Linked DNA regions of Mus musculus: region 2 is linked to region 1. The links are chromatin contacts, called in public promoter capture Hi-C maps. All regions are on one chromosome and are shown on one strand. Each heading gives the region's core, a stretch centred on a gene start, on an enhancer-like site or on the middle of the called end of the contact. The rest is flanking DNA. Distances are from core to core; before and after follow the strand shown. Region 1 overlaps Arvcf (armadillo repeat gene deleted in velocardiofacial syndrome). Region 2 has its middle 9.6 kb from the start of Gm41429.

The links. Capture Hi-C pulls out chosen DNA fragments and counts their contacts.
Region 2: a promoter capture Hi-C map of pancreatic islet shows a contact between it and region 1. The contact joins two enhancer-like sites. A contact is called at or near these places in 2 of 39 promoter capture datasets (cranial neural crest and hippocampal neurons), 2 of 115 datasets of contacts at active chromatin or transcription factors (epiblast stem cells and pancreatic cancer cells) and 2 of 9 other capture datasets (adipose tissue and pancreatic islet).

Annotation. Positions count from the first base shown.
Region 1 is chr16:18,398,548-18,405,136 of GRCm38.p6, forward strand. It overlaps Arvcf (armadillo repeat gene deleted in velocardiofacial syndrome), which reads left to right. Exons shown (of 18, transcript NM_001272029.1): 6 at 415-598; 7 at 1,109-1,226; 8 at 1,538-1,706; 9 at 3,020-3,091; 10 at 4,061-4,188; 11 at 4,353-4,503; 12 at 4,779-4,977; 13 at 5,081-5,192; 14 at 5,287-5,374; 15 at 5,588-5,641; 16 at 5,913-5,998; 17 at 6,555-6,589. Among named protein-coding and RNA genes, the nearest start is that of Gm15764, 12 kb to the right of the region's middle. Within about 2 kb of position 2,429, at least 95 of the 459 cell types and tissues checked have an H3K27ac peak or open chromatin away from gene starts, as enhancers often do. A contact at or near this core is called in pancreatic islet, where this site is marked.
Region 2 is chr16:18,683,870-18,690,458 of GRCm38.p6, forward strand. No RefSeq gene overlaps it. Among named protein-coding and RNA genes, the nearest start is that of Gm41429, 9.6 kb to the right of the region's middle. Within about 2 kb of position 3,707, at least 313 of the 459 cell types and tissues checked have an H3K27ac peak or open chromatin away from gene starts, as enhancers often do. A contact at or near this core is called in pancreatic islet, where this site is marked.

The sequences.
Region 1 (6,589 bases), core at 1,179-3,678:
TGCCAGTCCACCCACTTGGGTGTAACAGGGAATGGATGGGATAAACTATCACTGGTTATGCCTCTTCTATAGTTTTTCCTTGTTAGCTGAAAGCTCCTACTAAGTGCTGCCTATACATACATCTTGTTGTACAGGGCCCAGAACCTCTTACAGCTTTCAGTGGTCCTTATGTGAACTGAGTGTCACTCAGTGTAAATGTTTGCCTAACATGTGCAAAGGCCCTGGGTGCCATCTTTGAGACAACTTCCTATCCCTGCTCTCCACCCCCACACCCCACAAAAACAGTAGCAACTATGCTGGGTTCAGGTGCTGGCTAGAGGACAAGGAGGGAAAGCAGAAGCAGATTGTGTCATCCCTGGGGAGGCCGAGGCAGTAGGGTCATGGTCAACAGTGTTGACTAGAGGCACATTACAGGCACACTCTGGAACCTGTCATCCTACGAGCCCCTGAAGATGGTCATCATTGACCACGGCTTACAGACTCTGACCCATGAGGTCATCGTGCCCCATTCCGGCTGGGAGCGAGAGCCTAACGAAGACTCGAAGCCCCGGGATGCCGAGTGGACAACAGTCTTCAAGAACACATCAGGCTGCCTGAGGTGTGGGCAGGGTTGGGGCACAGGCCTGTCTGTAGGGTGGCAGGAGCTGCCATGTTTATATCCCAGCTTGTTCAAAGTTTAGGCATTCCTGAGCCACATCGTAAGTCTCTGGGGTTTGCAGTGGAGATCTGCTCACACCCACAGATAGAATTCTGCGTCCCTGAGGTCCTGCCTGTCCATCAGTTTTGTACCGTTGTGACCCTACAGGGTCCTGGGGACTGCTGTTTGGGGGAGGGGCAGAATTACCTACATATCATGGATTCTGGCCCCTTGGGGCCCATCTCTATCCTGTTCCAGTTCAGCTGGGGAGCAGGGGGAACTTGTCCCCCACCCTCACCCCCCTCATACAAGGCTAAAGCCTGACTGCTTGGGATTGGCCACCCTGTTCACCTTCACTGAGATCCAGCAGGGTCTACTGTGCAGATAAAAGTCCCTGTGGTCTGGGGAATTTAGTGGAACAAAAATGGGGGGTGGGGGTAGTCACTGGTGGTCCTGCTCCCTCCCATCCAGGAATGTGAGCTCAGATGGTGCAGAGGCCCGGCGGCGACTCCGTGAGTGCGAAGGGCTGGTGGACGCTCTCCTACATGCCCTGCAGTCAGCTGTGGGCAGGAAAGACACAGATAATAAGGTGGGTGGGGCAGATGGGGAGCAGCCTGCCCTCCAGATTCTCAGCCCGAGGGTCACAGGAACAGAGGCCAAGGGTCACAGGGAGTACCCCAGAATGGCACAGATGAGAACAGGTTGTAACTATCCAGAACAAGACACACAGTCCCTCACATGGCACAGGGACATGACACAGGGTCGCTCTGGCAGTTCTCCCCATCTTAGGCTGACAGTGCCACTGTTGTTAACTAGCCACGGCTTCACACAAGGGTCTGGACGCTCAGCAGCCCCCTTGTCCAGTGTTTTCTGCTCAACCAGGACACCTCTTCCCCACAGTCAGTAGAGAACTGTGTGTGCATCATGCGGAACCTGTCCTACCACGTGCACAAAGAAGTTCCAGGGGCTGACAGGTACCAGGAGGCAGAGCCTGGGATCCCGGGCAGCACAACCTCCCAGCGACGGAGGAAGGATGACGCCAGCTGCTTTGGTGGCAAGAAAGCAAAAGGTGGGTGGGTGAGGCGGAGATGTGTCTCTTTCCCACCGCTTCCAAGGCTCAGGGCTCTCCATGTCCATGGCAGTGGTCCCAGAGTCCTGAAGACATCCAGTCGGTCCCCATGGGTGTGCAGCAAGTGGGAAAGGTGCAGACTCCAGGCCTAGCCTTAACCCTTTCCTGTGGGTCATGGGTTGCTTTTACCTTTGTCTCCTCTGGGGAAGGATCTGAGGGCCCATAAATGACACTACCTGGCTATTCACAGAGCAGCCTGCAAAGCACAGCCCTCTCCTTCACCTGGCCAGGTGCCCTCAGCATTTGCAGGGTACAGGTTCAGGTCCCTGCATCCTCCAGCTGTAGCAGTGGGACAGGTGCTCTGCCCTGTGCCTTCCGGGTACTGAGTCCTTCCCCGGAGTTCCCGGAGTGAGTCCTGTCGCACAGTCCTGTCTTGCTTGGCCTGCCATGGGTGGGGATGTAAGTCATGGGAGGGTTCTGCTGCTCAGGCTCATCTGCTCTCTCCTGTGCTTCCTCCGGCCGCCCAGAGGAGTGGTTCCATCAAGGTGAGTCCCTGTTTGTTCTGCTGTCCAGGTCTGGCAAGTGCAGTGGGCAACAGAGTAACACTCTGTTACCTAGGCTCAGGCAGTTATTTCCATGACAACTGTAGGGCAGCTGGGATGCCATCCAGCCTTCAGGCCCTGCCCCACCCCCCAGTCCCCTGGAAGGGCAGCCATCTCCATGACAACTGCATAGACATGACAGAGGCTGGAATGTAGCCCTGGGCTGGTGGGGAGGCCCAGGGGCTGCTGCTTACAAAGTCAGAACAAGCTACCAAGCCAGCACTGGGACAGAGCAAACAGTGGGCAGGGCCTAGGAGTGGCCAGCACCAGGGGACCATCTGCCCCTCGGAAGAAATGGGTGATGTGTAGCACAGAAGTATATATGGGTAAGCAGGGCAGGAACACCAGGTCATCTGCAGTGGCTTGCTGGCTGCTATAGGTTGGCCGACGGCTGGTCCCCAACTAGGGGAAGTTTTCCCCTTGGATGGAACTTTTAGGCCAGCCTTGTTGCACTGTGGTCTGGTATGCTGCATCAATGCCCCTGATGAGAGGGAGGCCTACGTACTCAGGACATGGTTAGGCTGTTCCTACGCTCCAATGCCACCTCTGTCCTGGGCTAGCCTGACTTCTCTGAGGACAGTACATCTCTGCCAGGGTGTCTTAGGTCCCCTTTGGGCTCTGAGCAGGAGAGGGCTGTGCCTAACTCTTGCCACACACTTGTCTGTCATGGACTCTTCCTCCCTCTCAATTCGTACCACCCTTCTGTTTCAGGGAAGAAGGATGCAGAGATGGACCGGAACTTTGACACACTGGACCTGCCTAAACGAACGGAGGCTGCAAAAGGTGAATGGATAAAGAGGCAGAGCTGGGGAGCCTGGCCAGGGGTCAAAACTTTGTGCCATGAGTAGGCCAAGAAGGCTTGGGTTTGGAGGTCAGGTACATAAACAGACCAACGCATCAGAGTGGGGTTCCCTAGAGAATGGCCTAGGCCTGGTAACCCCTGAGGGTTCAGTCGGTACGTACACGTTGTTTCAGGTAAGCTCTTTCCTAGTCATGCAGCAAGTGAGAGAGAGGTATATGAGTTGGAGAGATACTGACAGTGACCAAGCTGTGTGACTTCAAAGGGGCATGACCCACGGGCCAGGGTGTGAGAATGGACATCTGCAGTCCAGGGTGGGTCACCCCTGCTGTTTGTTATGTCTGCTGGATTTCCACTGACATTGTGCAGTGAGTGCACTGTGAACTAGCCTCAGTGAGAAACTGCCCTGGTAGGCCCGGCCAAGCCCAGGATATCAAAAGAACCCAGATGCCCCTAATTGGGGCAGGCCTGAAAGCACCTTAGCTCTTACCCATGAGGCCTTCTGCTGGCCACCTTGCTGCTAGGCTGGGCCTCAGTCACTGAAGAGCCTGGAGTAGTTGCCCAGGGATGCCTGTTGCTAGAGGTGGACATCTGCTACACAGTCTTGTTACTTACTCACTGGTGAGGGTGGTCCCTATGGTCAGATAGGGTAGGTAAACCGTGTCTTTAAGGGTGCTGCCCTGGAAGGTAGGTTCTGTTGCTGAAGTAGCCTAGTGTCCATCTCGCTCTACCTTCCTCCTGGATGTACGTCCGTGTTAAGGGGTATCCTCATCTTCCTGCTTTACCCCCCGGCTCACCATCAGTTTGCCCATCTGAATGGGGACATTAATTGATGTTAAACATGACTTCAGTATCTGTCCTGCTCCCTACCTCCAGAACAATGAATAAGAAGGGGCTGGAGGTGGGGAGAGGAGTTTAACAATGACTCTGGGCTGCCATTGCCCTGTATCTAGGCTTCGAGCTGCTGTACCAGCCGGAGGTGGTACGTCTCTACCTCTCACTCCTTACGGAGAGCCGGAACTTCAACACCCTGGAAGCTGCAGCCGGTGCCCTGCAAAACCTCAGTGCTGGCAACTGGACGGTGAGGAGTCGGGTTGGCAGGGAGGACAAGACCTGGACAGAAGGAGTCCCAGACACCTCAGTGGCTCTGCCTTGAGCCCTTAGCTCCATCTGGGCCAATGCGGTTGGTGCTGTGCGAGGAAGCACCCCCCATCTGAGCAGTCACCTCCTCTGCTACCCTCACAGTGGGCCACGTACATCCGTGCCACAGTGCGCAAGGAACGTGGGCTGCCAGTACTGGTGGAACTGCTACAGTCTGAGACCGACAAGGTGGTGCGCGCTGTAGCCATCGCGCTGCGCAACCTCTCACTAGACCAGCGGAACAAAGACCTCATCGGTGAGGATGCTGCTGTGATAGGCCAGGGCTTGTGAAATGGGGCAGGTACAGGGAACAGGCTGTGGGAGGATTAAGTTCAGGGGGCCAGATTCCTCCTCCCAGGTGGTTGGTTGGGCTGGTCCTACCCTGAGCTATAGGGGCTTAGGTCTTTCCCCAGTCACTGAGGCTCAACCTGCTAGCAGAGGTTGTGTCTGGTGATACCCATTGTCTGAATGCCAGTCCTTCTCACAGGGGTAGAGCAGAGATATGTCCTAATGTCTGACCCTGCCTCTTAGGGAGCTATGCCATGACAGAGCTGGTTCGGAATGTTCGCAATGCACAGGCTCCCGCTCACCCCAGTGCCCACCTGGAGGAGGATACTGTGGTTGCCGTGCTCAACACCATCCATGAGATCGTGTCCGACAGCCTGGACAATGCTCGCTCCCTCCTGCAGGCCCGTGGTGTGCCTGCCCTGGTAGCACTTGTGGCCTCCAGGTGGGTGAGGGCAGGGCCTGCTGAGGGTCGGGTGGGTTTGGGGATGGAGGGAGACTAGGATGCGGTAGGCCACTGACCCCAGCCCTGGCTGCTGCTGCTGCAGCCAGTCAGTGCGGGAGGCCAAGGCAGCATCACACGTGCTACAGACTGTATGGAGCTACAAGGAGCTGCGTGGAGCCCTGCAGAGGGATGGCTGGACGAAGTCACGCTTCCAGGTACAGCTGCCCCGCCTTCTCTCTTACTTTGTCACGTCTGATCCCAAGCAGTTTCTTAGGCCTTAACTCTTGCTTGTGTTTTGTGACTCCTCAGTCTGCTAGCACTGCCAAAGGACCCAAAGGGACACCAAGTTCTGGCGGCTTTGATGACAGCACACTGCCACTGGTAGACAAGAGCCTTGGTGAGCACAAGCAGGGGAGAGGGACATGAGACTTACCCTGAGGCTTAAGGGTAGCTCCCACCTGCTAATGCACAAGGTAGGTGGGGTTAAGGAGATAGGACAGACTCCTGACAGAAGACACTGAGCACTGTTCTGTGGCGAGCATGTCAGCATGTCTGTCCTGCCCTCCCCATGCCTGCACACTGCTCATGGACACCTGCTCATGCCTTGCAGATGGGGAGAAGTCAAACACCCGGGATGTGATCCCCATGGATACCCTTGGTCCAGGTGAGTGCAGGTGTGCAGGCAAGAGGACTGGGGAGGACCACCCGGTTTCATGGTGTAACCCTGGGCGATGCCGAGGCCTTGCTATGATAAGATGTCAATTGGAGAAAAGATAGGTGGTTGATTTAGAGGCCTCAGGACTGGTTGGAGCTGGCACTTAGACCAGAAGTCCCCCATCCCAGGGCTTTCTGTATTTGGACTGAAGGAAGATCACCTATCCCCATGGTGACTTCCCCAGAACTCCATTTATTCCATGCTCTGTTCCACCCTACAGATGGTTACGCCACAGTTGACCGGAGGGAGAGGAGGACACTGGGCAGTGACTCCACAGGGGACACCTCTGAGAAAGAACTATTGAGAGTGAGTAACAGCAAGCAAGTGTCCAGGGAGGCTTGTCAAGAGAACAGCCAGATAGTGTTGAGCCTGATCAGAATTGGAGGACACGGCTGGAGTGGCACTCACTTGCAGGGCCCAGGAAGTAGCCTATATATCCATCATCAATCAGACTTCAGCACTGAGGGGGTCTGGTGCACGCACCTGCCGCAAAGAAGCAGACAGGGGCAGCTCTGCCTGGCCACAGGCTGCGTAGGTCCAGAGAGTCCGAGCAAACGGATTTGTACCTTTCTCTTACATGTGTATGGGCAAGGTGTCTACTGTGGTCCCCTGGAAAAGGCAGCATCTACCACCTGTGTGCCAGTATCCTGGCTTCACGTACCAGCCTCTGGGTACATTCATGTGTGAGCCATAACCAACCCCAGAGCTTGGCTTCCTTGTACTGCCTTGGCAGGCCCTCCATGCCACCCCTTCCTTATATACATCAATCAGCCTGAACCAGTCTAGCCTACCCTTAGTTGCAGTTAACCTGCTTTTATTTTCTGCTTCTAACTCCTGTCTGCCCACCCACCATGCACTGCAGCCCGATCCTGGCAGGAAGGCCCCTCCGCCTGGGCC
Region 2 (6,589 bases), core at 2,457-4,956, 290 kb after region 1:
TTGCTACAGCCCAACAGTCCCTGAACTCCAGTTCATATGGATGCTTCTCTTCCTAGATGGACCCTGGCTGGGGCAGGAACGGCCATCAATATGAGGGGTGTGCCTTTTGGTCTTGTACCCAGAGAAGGCCCAATTTATCTGGAGAGAGGCCAGGTGCTCTCAGCCTCAGTCAGGGAATCCTATGGTCCTGCAGGCCAGGGCATGGTCAGCCGGGTAAGCCTCTTCCTTGTGTTTTAGTTAACACTAAGTTGTCTAGTAAAGGTTTACTAAAATGGCCCTGTGTAACCAGGCAGGTCTGTAATTCCAGCTTTGGGAAGAGTAGCCGGAGGCAGGGAGAACAGATCAAGTTTCCCCACTCCCAGGCTAGCCTGGGCTACAGAGCAAGATCCTGTCTCCAAAAAAAAAAAAAATGCTAATGGGGAAACATGAAATAAAACACCTTTAAGCCAGGCATGGTGGAACACACCTTTAATCCCAGCACTTGGGAAGCAGAGGCAGGTGGATTTCTGTGTTCGAGGCCAGCCTGGTCTACAGAGTGAGTTCCAGGACAGCCAGGGCTACACAGAGAAACCCTGTCTAGAAAAAAACAAACCAAACCAAAAACAAAATGAAATAAAACACCTTTAAAAATAAAGTAATTAAGAGGCAGGTGGATTTCTGAGTTTGAGGCCAGCCTGGTCTATAGAGTGAGTTCCAGGACAGCCAGAGCTACACAGAGAAACCCTGTCTTGAAAAAACAAAAGAAACAAACAAACAAACAAATAAAGTAATTAGAGCTGGAGAGATGGCTTTATGGTTAGGAATTCTTGCAGAGCACCTGAATTCAGTTCCCAGCACCCACATGGCAGTTCATAACATTCTGTAACTCCAGTTGTAGAGAATCTAATGTCTTCTTCTGACCTCTCAGGCACCAAGCACACATGTAGTGCACATGAATATATGCAGACAAAACATAAAATAAAATGTATAAATTAAAAAGAAATTAGGGTTTGAGAGATGGCTCAAAGTTTAAGAGCAATGACTGCTCTTTACAAAGATCCTGAGTTCAATTCCCAGCAACCACCTGGTGGCTCACAACCATCTGTAATGGGATCCAATGCCCTTTTCTGGTGTGTCTGAAGACAGCTACAGTGTACACATATACATAAAATAAAACAAACAAACAAACAAAAAAAAACAAAAACAAAAAATCAAATTAATTCTTTTGATAGGGTAAAAAAATAACAAGTCTAATGGCATTGAAAAATAACCATGAATAAATGGAAAGTGTTTTATTGCAAAGGAAAGTGTCTAATGCAAACTGGGTTAGTGAGCAGGAAGCAGGCGTGGCTGAACACAGGTGTTGGCTGCATCTCACGCTGTTGCACTTGCATCTCATCTTATGCAATTGGCTAATCAACACAAAGGGGAATGGGAGGGACAGGAAATGTGGACATTGTGGGGCTAGATATCATTTTTAGAATCATGCATTTTAATTGTGACCAGGTACACTCCCTGTGTCCATGTGCATCACTGTGATCATGTGCATCCCTGTGCCCATGTGCATCACTGTGTCCATGTGCATCACTGTGTCCATGTGCATCCCTGTGTCCATGTGCATCACTGTGCTCGTGTGCATCCCTGTGCTTATTTAATGTGGTCATGTGCACCTCTTGAGTCTCTCCCTCTCTTGCTCTCTATTGCTCTTTCATCTTCATGTCATATAGATGTGCATATTTAAAATAGCCCCTCCCCCCAATTTTGTAGCACTATTCACAACAGCCAGGGCATTGAATCAGTTTTGGTACCTATCACCAGATAGAAGGGTAAAAAAGTTATGGTGTATATAGTCAATGGATTTTTATTCATCCAAAAAGAATGAAATGACGTCATTTGCAGAAAAATGATTGCAATCGGAGAGCACTGTGTTAAGTGAAATAAGTCAACCTAAGAGAAATGCAGATCATTTTTTCTCTTAGGTGTGGTGCTTACACAGAAACTCTCACGTACTCAAGGGTGCCCCGTAGTCCATCCTTCATAGTGGAGAACCCCATTGTTGTCAACTGGGCAGATGTACAGCTTCTACAGGGTAGAAGGAAGGACCCTGGCAGCATCTTGGACCCTCAGACTGTGCCCACCATGCTCAGAGGCTTCACTGCCTCTCATCACTGAGGCTGCAGCAGAGCTGCCTGTGTGTGGAGGCCTTGCTACCCATGCTCTTCTCAGCAAGCTGCAAACTGCCCTGCCTCCAAAGGAGCTTACAAAGCAGCAGGCTTCTGCATAGTGAGAAGGAGGCATCTGTGTGACCCCCAGGCCAGGGTCCTGTGCTTGAAAGGGCAGCAAGGTGACCTGTCAGAGCACAAGGACAATCAGGGACTGCTTGTTCATCCACACATCCACACTCCCCACCCCCACCCCCAGGCAAAGGAGGTGGTGACTTCTCTCTGCTGGGTGGCCTAGTGATGCCTTGAGCTTCCCAGCTCGGTCTCTCTGAAACTTGCATGTGCTTATTTTACTTATTCGGTGGGAGGGGGCTCACTAGTTTTGGGGACAGGTTCTCATGTTTCTCAGGCTGGCCTCAAATGGACTATGTAGCTGAGGCTGAACTTCTGATTATCCTGCCTCCTCTTCCTAAACACTAGTATAACAAGCACAAGCCTTCAGCCAAGCCTGTTTTTCCTCTCCCCATCTCTCCACCTCTCCCTCCCACCCGGCTCTTTCTCTGACTTGGTCTCCCTATGCGGCTCAAGCTGGCCTGTAATTCAGGATCCTCCAGATCTCACCTCCTGAACCCGCAGGCACATTCTCATTTCAAAGAAACACTGGTGGGGGGGGGGGGGATTCCCCTTTTCAGGTTGGAAAGAGGGGCGTGTTATGGAAAGGGAGGAGAGGGGTACTGAGATAGAGATGTAAAGTGAGTGAGAGAAAATGAAGAGAACCTAGAAATAAACTATATAGCTAAAAAAATTTTAATGTGAATAGGACAGAAAAGAAACATTTATTATAATTTTAGCATAAAATGCCTTTCTTATAAAAAAATTTAAAATTCAAAGACCTAAGGAATAAAAGGCTAGTCGCTAGTCCTCAGACCGATTATTGACTTGGTGAGTGCCTACCCTGTGGCCGCGGCACAGGCTGACAACTCTGTCCCCAGGGGCTGCCGTGACCTCAATACACAAATAAGTCATTGCTTCAGCCTGGGCGGAGCGTGGGACCCGGGAGGCGCCAGGAGAGGGGGAGGGCGGGACCAGGCTGCCACAAACACTCCAGTCTCCAGGGCGGTGCGGTTTGCAGAAGGGCAGGAGGGAGGGCCTGCCCTGCGCTGCGCTGAGCTGAGCTGAGAGGTCAGCAGACGGCTGGGCCCCAGTTCAGTCTGCAGCGCTGGTCAGCCTCTCCTGGAACATGAGAATCCTACTCTTCCCAGAGCTGGCCTGCACTCACCTCTGACAAATCAGAACCCTGCGTTCTGGGCTTGGAGAATGTCTCAATAAAACTGAGAAGAGTGGAAGAACGGGGAAGAACAGAGAGAGGGAAAGAAGGAGGGGTGGGAAGAAGGGTGAAAAACACACAGAGAGAGACCCAGAGAGAAGGAGACACACAGGGAGAAACGGTGTTTATATCTAAGCTCAGGCCCGCCTTCATTCCAGAGTGCTCACTCAGCCCAGATCTTCGGAGCCCAAGGCAGAAGGTGACTCAAATCATGGCAGGGCAATCTGAGTGATTTGGCCAGTTTCCACCGACAGGGGGCCTCAGATCCCAGCTATCAGGCAGATGGGCAGTAAATGTCATGGTTGGATCTCTGTAGGGCACGTGCTGGACAGAAGCTGCTTTTTCTGGTGTGGTTTTAGTTGACGTTGGTCTTAGTCGCCAAGAGAGGAGATATCTCACGGCTCTGACTCCCTAAGGGCAAGGCTCTGCTTCAGCAAAGGTGAGCATGTAGAGAAGGGAGGGAGGAAGCTGGAGAAAAACCTGCGGTGCTTCCACCCAACAGGGTCAATGGAAACACACCACACACAGACAGAGGACTCACTCAGAGAGACACACACAGACACACATAAACATACACGCAGACACACTCACAGACACATACACAGAGACAGACATGTACAGTACAGAGACACATGCAGACAGACATTCACAGAAACACATGAACACTCCTATAAACACTGACAGATACATGTACAAAGACAGACAGACACACACACACACACACACACACACACACACACACACACACACACACACGCGCGCGCGCGCGCGCACGCGCGCGCGCATGATGAGTACCTTGGAGAGATTGCTTACATAGCATCCATAGACCCTAAGTTCTGAAGCTGCCCATATCCCAGGCACAATCAACCAGGTAATTCAGAGACTGACCCAGTGTTCCCTGACTCTCAAAACCAACATTCCTGAAACTTCCCCTTACTGATCCCTTCTCCCTGTGGATTTTTTGTACAGCCTTGGGTACATAGGCATATGAAATAGATCGACAAAATAAAAAATTTTAAAAAGATTTATTTATTTATTATGTATATAAGTACACTGTAGCTGTCTTCAGACACTCCAGAAGAGGGAGTCAGATCCCATTACAGATGGCTGTGAGCCACCATGTGGTTGTGGGATTTGAACTCAGGACCTCTGGAAGAGCAATCAGTGCTCTTAACCGCTGAGCCATCTCTCCAGCCCCTACAAAATCAAATTTTTATGTGATAAACAACCATAACAAACCATAAAGAATTTTGTTTTAAAATGTCTTTGGTGTACCTGTAATTTACCATTTATTTACTTTTTAAAAATCCCCAAATTTGCATGCTAATGAAATAAATGTACTTATTTATTTTTGCTCTAAGAATTAAAAATTGGGAGTTGGAGAGGTGGCTCAGTGGTTAAGAGCACTGTCTGCTGTCAGAGGACTCTGGTTCAATTCTCAGCACCCACATCGCAGCTCACAAATGTATACAACTCCCGTTCCCTGGCACCCTTCATAGATATGCTTGCTTGCCATCCTCCTGTTTCAGACTTCCAATTTCTGTGATTATAAGTAAATGTCATGGCTGGATCTCTATGACGCACCTGCTGGATGGAAACTGCAAATCTGCCTATAAGTGTTATTTGAAAAAAATTAAACATTTTCCAGCATGTGGTTGGTTGGGTTCGGGTCAACCCCGATAAGAGTGTCAAGTGTGTGTCGAGTTGACACTAGAGATGATGGGAGAGATTGGGTGGGACTCGTGTGCTCTGTGCATGGTGGGAGACACTGCTGTGTGGGACTCCTGTGCTCTGTGCATGATGGGAGACACTGCTGTGTGGGACTCGTGTACTCAGTAACATGCTCTCTGCCTCACCTCTGCTTCCTTTACCTAAAGTACTTTCCAGCAGTGCACAGCCATGTTATTTTCTCTAAATATTATTAAGTTATGTGTATGGCTGGAGGGCAAAGTAGAGGGAACCTGTACCTGAAGACTGCAAGGAGCAGGGCACCCACCCCTTGCTGGAGTGCTGGGATGCTCTGGGATGGCCTGAGTGCATGTCCTAGTGGATTGCACACATTTTAGGTTATGCAAGTCAGACTTCAGGAACACCATCTTAAAAAGTAACTGAAGGGCTGGGAAATGGCTCACTGGATGAAGTGCTTGCTATGCAAGCACCAGGGCCTGTGTCTACCTGTACCTGTACCTGTACCTGTACCTGTACCTGTACCTGTACCTGTACCTGTACCTGTACCTGTACCTGTACCTGTACCTGTACCTGTACCTGTACCTAGCCCCAGAGCTGGGGAAGGAAATAGGATAGGTCCCTGGAACTTATTGACCAATCCACCCAGCTGATTGGTCAAGCTCCAGGTTCAGTGAGAGACCTTATCTCACCTTATCTCAGTAAGTAGAGAGCAAATGAGGTTGTCCTCTGCCTCCCACATATGTGTACACCGCCTGCTTCTCTCTCTCTCTCTCTCTCTCTCTCTCTCTCTGTCTCTCTCTCTCTCTCTGTCTGCTGTGCACACATCATAAACAAACAAACAAATAAATATTGACCCCCAGCTGAGGTTGCAGCTCCAAGCACCTCATCCAGGGGTGAGCATCCCAGGATGAAGAGGCCACTGGACACAGGAGATGCTATACTCTCTCTTGCCCTGCATATTGCTTGGTAGGTTTACTGAGTTTTGGCTAGCTGAATGCCCCACACTCTCCCTTCTAAGCCAAGTTCAAGGGACTCTCAGCCATGTGTGTTCCTCCTGTGCGGCATTTGTTCCTGTGAGCTTAGGTCTCTTCACTTCAAGCTGTCAAGAACAAAGGCTGTGCTGGAGCCCCACTCACCTGCCCTGCTGCAACTTCATCCCCCAGAGCATAAACAGGAAGGGTCTGGCAGGCCTGGGAGCCAGGGTTGTGTGTCCTGTGTTGAGGAGAAAGTGCCAAGGACCTTGAAGCTTTGGCACTTTCACTGGAACTAAGGGGGCTTTGTGAAGAAAAAAACCCAAACAGCATTATAGCTCTTCCAGAACACACAGGAGGCACTGTGGGCTGACACGGTCTGTAGATGCCAGGATCTGCTCTGTGAGGATGCTCCAGTGCCTTGGTACATATGCACTCATGGCCCTGTGGGTGTCTGCTTT